3 separate regions of the Mus musculus genome follow, and regions 1 and 2 are each linked to region 3. A link is a contact called in public HiChIP or PLAC-seq and promoter capture Hi-C data. All regions are on one chromosome and are shown on one strand. The core of a region is the stretch at or near the end of the contact, and the rest is flanking DNA. Distances in the headings are between cores, read along the strand shown. Region 1 holds the start of Cfap299 (cilia and flagella associated protein 299). Region 2 holds the start of Prdm8 (PR domain containing 8). Region 3 overlaps Bmp2k (BMP2 inducible kinase).

Region 1 (3,323 bases), core at 775-3,274, 1.2 Mb after region 3:
GTTTCTGTCTGCGTGGTCAGTTTAATGAAGCATCCCTAAAAAACGTACAACTGCAATGGATCATGCTAGAACAATGAAGGTAGAAATCGTCCTTGATATCAGAGTGCCACAGGGTCAGGAATTCCAACATTCCTTAGCTGTTTTATGATTTCAAGAGGACGATAAAACCTTGGTGTGGGAGGATGGCAGAAACAGCGGTAACACATGTAAGCACAGCCCAGCACCCCCTAGACGAGCAGCGTGCAGTAGTGTGAGTTCCATTCTGAAGCCATGGCCACCACAGCTTCTCCTGTTTGGGTCCACGGCTGGTCTCGTTTGAAATCTCTTTTACTACACCTTTCAACTTCAGTCAGCTTCCTCCTTCCAATCCTCTTTCCTGTGCCCCTCCCTACTGTCCACCTCTCCCTCCATCCCACACAGAACTTGCGTTTCTTGCCTCCACAGTTTGGAAGATGCGCCTACTGTTTCTAGGCTTTGTATCAATCCGTGTTCCTTACCACACGTTTATTTTTCTTTCTAATAAACAAACTTCTGTATTTGGTTTTACACAGCTCTTTATAACCTATCTTTACATCCACATGCCCCTGTGAGAGAAAAGGACTATTGTTATTTTTTGGGTTTGCTTTTTTGCACCCGACACTTTGGCCAAGTCATTTAAACTCATCCTGTCTCCATATGGAGGATAACACCAATGCTGGTTTTCTAGTGAGTTTGTTGTTGTGATTAAACGAAATAATGGAGATTGTATGGTACTTAGAACAGGGCTGGTATGTGGTAAATTCAAATCAATCACCACACGGAAGCAAGTTTCATATCCTGTGGACCCCAGCGGCAGAAACTTTTTTTTTTTTTTTTAAGCTTTCTGTTGTGTTCAACACACCCAGAATAATGCCTCTGGGACAGAGAGGGGGTGGGTGGTAAGAGAGCACATGGCTGAAAGGTCAGGGTTCTGTAGGACTGAGAAGCTGATATGAGAGGAGCTAGGAGGAGCCTGAATGTCAGCTTGGACTTGAAACCAGGTACATGAGATGCCTAGAGGCCAGCTTGCCCTTCAGAATGCTAAAAGACACAAAAGGCACTTGTCCTCAAGTTTCTTTTGGACCAGACAGTACAGAGACCTCTCCTCTCTACTTGTGATAATGTTTTAGGCCACATGAAATTTTTTCCCCTCTATGCTTGGAGTTTAGTTTCTATAGCTTTCTAGATAATTATACAATATAAATTGTTGGTAGCCTGTTTTTAAAATAAAGCTATAACTTATTGTGCAACTTGGGGTCTTAAATAGACCTGGCTTTACTTTGCCCCCCTCCCCCCCAAAAAATGGAAAAGATTCATTGCAGAATCTGATTTGATTTCTACAAATGCTGAGATGATTGTAAAGTCCCTTGGCATAACAGCAAGCATCTGTGCTTCTGGTGTGGAAACAGTTGTACAAGTCTGCTCTAATGAGAAATGTTTCAGATTCAATTTTATACTATAGTATTTTAAAGAAATGAGTAAATAGAAACACAAGTCAATATCAGCTTCTCAATGGGATATATCATTCCATGATTAGGATCCCTCCCCCCCAACCCAATTTTTTAAAGGACGTTCAAGGAGGCAAGATTTTTCAAGTAATTTTCAACTTATTGAAATTTAAATAACAAAAAGTAAAGGAACTGAAAGGCAGAAGGCAGGAGCAAAGGAGATCACTAAGGCTGCTTCGTTTGGGAAGTTTATACATTGTTCCTGGCACACAAGTAACCAACCATAACTTGCCTTTAAGTTGTAATTTATACAACTGATCACGTGCTATTTTGAAGCACCCAGCAAGACTATTTCCCCTAGATTTCCGGGATACTCTTCTGTCGAGGTTCTTACTGCAAACACTGAGCAGGCACCTTCGGACTTTGCTAAGGCTTTTACACCAAAAAAGTTGGGTTTGCCCTGCAGGGCTGACCGCTCCCAGGGGTTAGAAGCCGCCCAGGGATCCGGCTGGGGCAGGGCCAGCGCAGCGCCCTCTGCCCCGCCCCCGCAACCGGCGCGCGTCCGGCCCGCCCACACCGGTTACTAGGGACGCGTCGGTGTAGCCGCGATGGATCAGGACGAGGGGCTGACGGCCGTGGACAACATTGTCACACAGTTCAACACCTATGAAGACTTCCTGGACTCTCAGATCACTACGGTCGACCTGTACTACCTGGAGGTAAGCGCGGGTCCGTCTTGCTGGCCGCGGCGGGGCTTGGTCGCCCCCTGGCGGTGACGGCGCTCACCGCAGGCCTCTGGCTTCGAGAGACTTCTCTGCAGGCTGCAGGAGTCCCCAGCCCTCCAAACGCTGGTGCGCTGCACAGAGGCCGACTTGGTCGCTGTAAAGTAGTAACAAGGCATAAAACCAGGAGGACGCGTTGCTGTGTGCACCTGAGGGCAGGGCAGCGGGAGGTCCCGGATGCTCGAGAAGACTTAGTTGGAGGGATCTTCAAGCTCCGAGCTCCTAACTCCCAACTGCAAGTCTCACAGCCTGGGCTCAGGTTTTCAAAGGAGTCCATCTCCATATTAAGGACAAACAGAGCAAGCACCATTGGGGGCGGGGGGGGGGGGGGAGAATCAACCCTACAGAACTCTGGGAAGGACTTGAATTTGGCCAACTCCCCTCATTTCTCCTGTGCACAAGGCAGTTTATCATATAGACACCCCTCCTTTTTAAATAGGTGCCACTGTATGAAAATAATCTTAAATGAAGAAAATTTGTCCCTTTTGAAATTATCTGTTAAAATAGTTACAAAACATGATTTTTAACAGCAACAGCAGCGATATCACCAAACAACCAAGCTTTTACGTTTATTAGATGGGTAACTTAAAGTTCCATTTGTGTGTACGCACACATGCATAAAAAGTCAGTGGGCAACTTGGAATCGGTTCTGAACTTGTATTCTGTGGTGTCCAGGGAATGAACTCAAGTTTGGCAGCAAGCACCTTTTCCTTAAGCCGTCTCTCCTGCTTTTAGCCAATATTTTAAACCCACAGAAGTTGCTTTAAATCCTTGCATCTGAAATGAAGCCACTGAATTGATAATTACAATAGATGTTGCAAGAAGCTTATGTAGAAAGAAGGGGAGGTAGGAAGAGAAAGGGTGAGTCCATCTTAATTATCTGACCGGCCAGAGGATGAGGAGCGCGGTTGGCACTTGGTTGGTAGACCGGAAGTAGTGATGCGGAAGTAGTGATGCGGAAGTAGTGATGCGGAAGTAGTGATGCTCCGGAGGTTGAGGAGCGTGGTTGGCGGGACGGAAGTAGTGCGTCTCCATCCTCTGTTTCCCGTGTTCACTAAATAACGACAGAACACTA
Region 2 (3,582 bases), core at 635-3,134, 1.1 Mb after region 3:
AGGAAGAGGAGGAAGAGCAGGCAGAGGGTTCAGGAGGGGGAAGAACCAATAGAGTCATAAGAAAATTGGTGTTTAAATACAGCTGCGGACTCTTGCCTAGAGGTAACTGAAGTTTGCCATTCATCTGAACTCCTCTGCCTGGCTATTTTAAGCTGCACAAACTTGCAAGGGAGAAAGAACACTTTAGCTTGAAGAGGAGCTGCAGACTTTTCTTTGAAAGGTCAGCAGTCAACCTGGAAGTCAGGTGAGGATTTTGACCTTTCTCCCAGTCTATGATGTCCCCAGGCCCAGCTGATTTTAGGCAGGAATTATATGTGATCAGGACTGGCAACTCTCTTGGGAGGTGACCAGAAGGAACAAAAAAAACAAAAAAAAAAAAAAAAAAAAAAAAAAAGGAAGCCAAAGAAATTAACTTCTAGGAAATTTCCTATATTTCCTCATCACCCATTCTTCCCTGGCAGCAGGTACATTTGATGTCTTGCTGGCCTCTAGGCTTCCAGACAGGAGTCTCAGAGCTCCGTAAAGATTATACTGTCAGCTGCTCTTTGCCAACCCTCATATGCTCACTCTGAGAGGCAAGGACAGAGATTGTCTCCTCCTTAAATTCTGGCCCTGACTCCTGCCCTTTAGCGAGTAAACTATACAATTGGATTTATACTCAACCTGACCTATTGCTCAATTGAATTCCGGGAGAGTGGGGGTAGGAATTGAGGGATTGCCTGCGCCACTCAAAGGCCTTTCTTTCCTTAGGAATAGAAAGCCTACCAGAGAAAAACAGCCAGAGAGCCCCTAGCGTCATTGTTTTGTGGCCCCCGCAGAAGGAGAAAACTCTCTGGCTGTCAAAGACCTCAAGTCATTAGCATCAGCTGCCGCTCCAGAGGACAAGCCAGCGCCTCTAAGTGGCTTAGCGCACAAACGAGACTCCCGAGACAGCCTCACTCCTGTGATTCGGTCCACTCCTCCATCAACGGCTGGATGTGAAAGGCTCTTGAGAGTCCTTCTCAGTAATTTTTTTTTTAACTTTGAACCATCCTTTCTGTATCATGAGGTCTTAGAATCCTGGCCGCCATTATGGGACCCCCTTGGGAACCACAAAATACAGAGAGAGCACAGAAGGTGAAAAGCTTTAACACCTGAGTCCAATGACCTAGGCTTTTCCCAGCAACGCCCTCCTAGCCCATATCCACGCACAGACCCTTGTTCTGGGACCTAAAAACAGCCGAAGTCCCTTTAGGTGTCTGGCAGCATTCCAGACTTATCTTCTTACCCCATCCCATTGGATGGGAGATGGCTAGCCGAGTTCCCACCAAATCATACCCCCTGTCGCCAGTATTTACACGGGAGTCTCTGCTAGGTGGCATGAATGCATTTTAAGGAAGTCTGTTTGTCACCTCCTAGGCCACTAGCTTCACAGATCAGCGGCAGTCAATGGCCAAAGAATCCCGCGGGGCAAATTCTCACCCTCCTTTTGGGGGAGCAGGGACATACCACTCAAACTCTAGGGACATATGCAAGTAGTTCACGCGCTGGCAACATAGCCAATTCAACTCCTTGTCCTACGTCCTCTGAGTGCCCAGCAAAACGGAAAAGAACCGCTCTGCTCCTTCTGACACCTTCCTTCCTGAGCCCGAAACGGATTTTGCCAACCCAGGTGTCCCAGAGGGACCCAGCTGCAGGAGAAGGCAGGCCAGGATGCTCTCGGGGAGGCTATGCCACTTCGGGAAGGAGCTTAGGATCTGCCTAGCGCGGGCAGTCCAGAAAAACCAGGCTTGTGGCGCCGGAGGGATCTCCCAGACCGGCAAGAGTTAAAGGGAGGGGACGTGGGCTGTCACGCGTCATTGGGCAGATTATGTGCAGCAAACAAAAAGTGTGTGTCTGCGTGCCAGTCAGTCATTGCATCGGGTCCATCTGTACAACTCTCTCTCTCTCTCTCTCTCTCTCTCTCTCTCTCTCTCTCTCCTAATCTATCTGCATCTCTCTTCTCTCTTTGGACAGAACCCACAAGACTGACACCGACACCTCTTGACATGGAGATACACTAATGTAATAGGCAGGAAGGAACACTGGCTTGCACCCCGTTGGTTCCAGGTGGCCTTATTTGGGCGACTCGGTCCTGACCTTATTTCTGGTAAGTCTATTTGCTTTGACCTGGGAGGGGGATGGGAAGAGGACAGGTTGAGTACAAGGAGTGAAAAAATTGTCCCCCTTTTCCTCGTTATCTAGAAGATAGGAGGGAAACGACGCGGAATGTTGTTTCCACTGCCAATAAGATTATACAAAGGGAGGAGCGGGTAGGAGCACTTTTCTGGAGAAGCTAGGGACTGGGGAGCTCGCGGCTGCCAGACAATGCCAGCCCGGAGTGGAGGGAGAGCATCCGGCAGTAGCGACCGGCTTTCAGCGAGCCCAGCTGGCTCTGAGTTTCCCAGGAGGATCTGCGAAGGAAGAGAACCCGGGCCTAGGGATGGGCGTAGGACTGTGAAAGGCTAGATACTATAAAGCCCGGGGTCCTGCCTATCGCTATTGTGGCTGATTTGCGTCAAGGCGGCCACCGAGGCAGCATGGACCGCTATTAGCCCGGCTGTGGGACCTTTTCGCTGTATTGTTAGATAGAACTGCATTTTAATGACTGAGTCCCTGCTGTTGCCAAAGTGGAGGGCGATCTCCTGTCACAATAAAAAGCTTCTGTGAAGAATACTTTCAAACGCGAGGCAGAAATCAAGGTACAAACCGTTGAAATGTAGGCAACTGGGAAGAGAAAGAGGGTTTATACTGAAAGGGAGCTGAGAGAACCTGTATTCTGCAACGTATTTGACTTGCAATTGGAAATCAGAAGGGGACAGGACGAGTGCAGAAACAGAAAGTAGTATCATAAACTTTCTATGTTGTGGCTATTTTTCTTATTCCCACTGTCTGGAAAATATACTTGCCATTTGGGGCATATGGGAGAACGAATAGGAAAGGGGCTAGCCAAAGTTACAGGCATTGCATTTTCTTACATTTGTATGGCAATTGGCTAGTGGATGTTGATTTAAACAAAATACACATCGCCTATATTTTTCTTTAATGAGAAGCTAGCTGAACAAGAAAAGAGTAAGATCGGTTTTCCCCACGGCCACTTAAGGTATATAAATACAGAGACAATCACTGTCACTGGTGAAACTGCTAGGGAAAAACCAACTTAGAGGAATTGTTAGATTTCCCCAAGAAAAATGGCATGGCTAACTAAGACCTAGTTTAAATAATTTAAATGATTGCTTTCTTTAAGTGCTAAGTATTACAGGGGGTGTCCAGTGGCTGAGGAAGGAAACGATCCCTGTAAGACGGCTTAATAGAGAGCCCGCCACTGGGGCATTACTTCTAAATTGCTGCGGATTAAACAGCTGGAGGGCCCACTCAGGACCATTCAAGCAGGGCTGACCCCTTCTAGCCCAAACAGGGTGGTATCAAGGGAAGTGAGAATTCACCAGTCATTACACACAGAATTTCAGACAGGGGACACTTCAAGCCTGCCCTATACCTGCTCGCTTCATGGGCCACAGGCGACTCAATCCACCCTCTTGTATAACAAGGTAACTGGGATTC
Region 3 (3,737 bases), core at 1,015-3,514:
CAAGGGCTTTTGCTACTGACAGCTAGCTCAGAGGTTCCCGTGGGCTCCCTGGGAAAGCTGCTGTGTAGCCGCTGAGGGACAAGAAAGCTTATCACTTCAGATATCACATGTCACCTAGGTGCACACCCCAGATGCAGCGTTTGGGGCTGAATGAATGCTTCCACCATGAGGAAACAGCCTCGAGTGCTCTTCATACACTGCTTCGTAAGGTGGAGCCAGAGGAAACTGACTGTTGTGCCTAAAAATACTGTTTCATTAAAAAACAAAACAAAACAAGTGCCATTAATAATGGACTCTGCAATGATAAGTATATGAAATAATGTATATATTAACTCACTTTAGCCCTTCTATGGTGTATGGCTCAAAACATGTATATGATAATATATATGCAGTTTCTAATCTGTCAAAAATAAATTTTTACAATGTGGAATGCCTAGAACAAAAATACAAAGAGAAATATCTGGCATTTGAAAAAAATGTAAAAGAATGATACGTAAAAAGAAAAGCAACATTTGGTACTTCAGAAAGACTTTGTCTTTGAATGGGTATTTGCCAAAACCTTTATCATCATGCCCCTACTGAAGTACATTGATAGAAGGGGGGGGGCAGGTTATATAGAAATTTAATTTCAGAAACAATGTAGCTGAAACTTTAATTTTTAAAGAAGTTTACAATGTAAAATCATGTTGCATTTACTGACCTACTTTCTGCCAGCCCCACCCTCATCCAGCACTGGGGAGTCCTGGGCTGCAGTTCCTTCAGGGTGCTCCGACAGTGACAGACTCTGCATGGACAGCCAGACCCTCAGTGGATGGAAGAACTGGGTGGTGGGACTAGGAGCTTAATTCTGCTACCCGACTGCATCAGTAGTGAAAAGAACTAAGCTACCAAATTGCCTTTTAAAAAAATATCACCAGTCATAATAAGAAACTTGAAATTTTGTAGTTGTGGTTAGTGATAGCAGTTATACATCAGTTAATGTGAATGTACTATCCGTGCGTCCTGTGTCTGTCGTAAGTTATGATTAGCTTCTTTACAGATGAGCATTTGAAGTTTCTAGGTCAACAGCTATTGCTATTGATTGCTATATTTTAAGTTGCCCCCAGTTAGTGTACCTTAATGAGTAATCTTATTAAAACCTCTTAACTTTAGTGCCCCAGAAGGTAAATCATTTGCCTACTTTCAGAGTTCAGAACTTGGAAAGAAGCAAAATACATAACCAAGGCATGGTCCTTTTATATTTCTTGTCTCCTCCTCTGCAAACTCAGTGGGGGTAGTGTGGACAGGAGCAGGCCACACCATGCCACGCAGAACCGGGCTGCACCACTTACTGTCCTGTGCCAAAGGCAGAGACTATGTTTGCACCTTTTTTTTTTCTGGTTCTCAGGTTAATTAATCTAACTAACGCAAATGGTAGTAGACCCTTTAAGCTACAAAACAGATTCAGTAATGCTTGCTTTTTAAAGTAATGATGAACTGATGTGGTCTTCTGAGTTGTGAATATGAAATCAGAGTTCCACTTGCCTTTCAATGCACTGAATATTTTAAGGTGATTCACTGACAACAACCCCTCCAGCTTACTCTGGACAAATTCTTAGGAAACAACTCTGCCACAGCTTAAAATGTTTACATTGCCTCTGACAGCCCAGCAGGTGACACTCCTCTTGGAACCCGCTCATTGGACAGATGATTTAATTGGAGGTCCAATGGGTAGCTCCTTTGCATTGCTGTTAGAGGCATTTTCTCAAGCTGAGGAGACTCCATTTAAATTTCAGTGTCAGCTGCCACTGTCACTCTGTACAGCTGAGCCTTAGGTAGCGAATTCCCTCACAAGAACTTGGCTCCCCCACTTACCAGCACCCAACACTCACTCAACAGCTGGCCCAGTTCTGGCTTAAAGAATGTCATTTGGGTGTGCCCTGTGCTTCTAAGTATGCAAAGCAGTTCTAACTAAACCCGTTAGACTTGAACATCAAAGGGAAGTCACGTGAGGAACCCAGAGTTGTCAGCTAGAAGCTTTACCAGTGCTCATTAACTCTGAATCTTCTTAAAAAGTGGACCCTTTGCTCCACTTTGAACACGTCAATAAAAGGTTAGTGTCGCCAGAGAATCTTTTAGGGCATTGAAGAAATGGATCTAGTACAGCACAGCACAGAGGTTGCTCAGTATGTAGCTGGAGAAAAGGTCTGCTCCAAGCAGGGTGAGAATGGAACTGGCTAGAATATTAAGCACTGCAGTGCTCCTCCCCTGGGCTGTGTGTCCTGGGCAGTTAGGAAATCACTTGGCTCTCAGATGTGTGCACTTTGCAGTCAGTGCTACCCTGTTTAACAGGAACTGACTCCTCTCATCTTCCTGATGGAAGATACTAAGGTGGTGCCCACTCTGGCTCCTCTCCATTCGGCCATCCAGGCCTGGGTACTTCACTAAAGCATTGTTAGAAGGTGCACGTGTATTAATATCACTACTTACGGGAAGTTTGGGTATATTTGCTTAATACCTGTAGAGTGCACAGTGAACTCTGTTATTTTTTTCTTTTCTTTTTAAGCAAAACTAGTCATCAAATTACATCCAGTTTCTGAACTGATGGTCTACTGTGAGATGATGTATCTACTGAGAGAATAGCAAATGACTGTTGGGAAAAAAAAAATCTATACTCGGTGTTGTTTTCTACTAAGATAAAAAGATACTTGCACACCACGGCTCTCTGTTATGGAATTAATGTGAATTTAAAAAGGCAATCGTTGTTTCTTTTAAGAGCATTCACGCCTATTGAGGGAGTTTACAAAAGCCACTAAAAGGAAGACATAGATGAAAATACAGAGGGCTAGGTCTGGTTTAGGTTTTTAGTCTTTTTAGTTTTTAGTTTTTTTTTTTTTTTTTTTTTTTTTTTTTTTTTTTTAGAATTCACATTGCTACTTTCGGGAGAACTGATTTCCTTACTATGTTCTTTTTGTGACTGAAAGGTCATCCTATTAATAGAAGGAGTAGTAGCCACTTGTTCTTTCTTTTGCGGTGCTGGGAACTGAACCCAGGGCCTCGCACACGCTAGGCAAGCGCTTTAGGGCTGAGCCACACCTCCAGCCTGGAAGATCCCTTTTAATTGCTGGCAAACAGCTTTAAGTGCACTTTCTTTGATTACACTTCCATGTTTTTGTTAAACTTGAATTTTCTGAAGCCTTTTATGTACCACTAAGCTAATAACTTTAATCTTTAAATAAACCGGGTTTATATCCTTAGTTATATTTCTAATTGTTATAAAACATGCTTTCTAAAGTAACTTAAGCCCTCAAATGTAGCTGGGAGACATTTGAAATAGAATTCAGTTGCTTCCCCTGTACCCAGAAAAGCACTAATTTTATTACCTTATTGCCTTTATATTGCTTAGTCTTGAATTCTGTTCACTATTTTGTTTGAGATTTAAAGTTATTTTCTTACTGTATTTATCATACCTACTGTTTTAATAATCAGCCTTCTTTAAATGCAATAAATCCCAAATGGATTGCTTATTCTTTATAATCAATGTCTTTGGAGTTTTTATTTTTATTATTTGTATCATTAAACGTTTCATGACAAACTTCTGTTCAGTTCTTCCACCCTCATCATGGATTCTGTCTCAGTTTTGTGCTCTGTTCTCGGAGAGTTCATGGGCTAGGATTTAAGAAAATGCACTTGACCTGATTTTTCTGCAACAAGAATACTTCATAACACACGTGTCACAAATTTACCAGTGTCATGCT

Evidence for each region. Promoter capture Hi-C pulls out the DNA fragments that hold promoters and counts their contacts. HiChIP or PLAC-seq counts read pairs in DNA pulled down with a chosen protein or histone mark.
Region 1: a contact with region 3 is called in an H3K27ac HiChIP or PLAC-seq map of embryonic stem cells, with 15 times the contacts expected there. The contact joins the promoter of Cfap299 here to the enhancer-like site in region 3. A contact is called at or near these places in 7 of 39 promoter capture datasets (the C10 cell line, cranial neural crest, embryonic stem cells and 4 more), 3 of 484 Hi-C or Micro-C datasets (cerebellar granule neurons, cerebral cortex and cortical neurons), 1 of 115 datasets of contacts at active chromatin or transcription factors (embryonic stem cells) and 1 of 9 other capture datasets (liver).
Region 2: a contact with region 3 is called in a promoter capture Hi-C map of embryonic stem cells, with 6 times the contacts expected there. The contact joins the promoter of Prdm8 here to the enhancer-like site in region 3. A contact is called at or near these places in 13 of 39 promoter capture datasets (the C10 cell line, cranial neural crest, embryonic stem cells and 7 more), 2 of 484 Hi-C or Micro-C datasets (cerebellum and cerebral cortex), 4 of 115 datasets of contacts at active chromatin or transcription factors (embryonic forebrain, embryonic stem cells and stem cell-derived neural progenitor cells) and 1 of 9 other capture datasets (liver).

The regions. Positions count from the first base shown.
Region 1 is chr5:98,327,280-98,330,602 of GRCm38.p6, forward strand. It overlaps Cfap299 (cilia and flagella associated protein 299), which reads left to right and starts at 2,025. Exons shown (of 6, transcript NM_001024614.1): 1 at 2,025-2,185. The coding sequence starts at 2,075.
Region 2 is chr5:98,178,985-98,182,566 of GRCm38.p6, forward strand. Prdm8 (PR domain containing 8) reads left to right here and starts at 1,885. Exons shown (of 4, transcript NM_029947.2): 1 at 1,885-2,128.
Region 3 is chr5:97,088,352-97,092,088 of GRCm38.p6, forward strand. It overlaps Bmp2k (BMP2 inducible kinase), which reads left to right. Exons shown (of 16, transcript NM_080708.1): 16 at 1-2,697. The region is part of intron 6 of Paqr3 (progestin and adipoQ receptor family member III); the gene reads right to left. Among named protein-coding and RNA genes, the nearest start is that of Paqr3, 21 kb to the right of the region's middle. Within about 2 kb of position 2,265, at least 46 of the 459 cell types and tissues checked have an H3K27ac peak or open chromatin away from gene starts, as enhancers often do. A contact at or near this core is called in embryonic stem cells and liver, where this site is marked.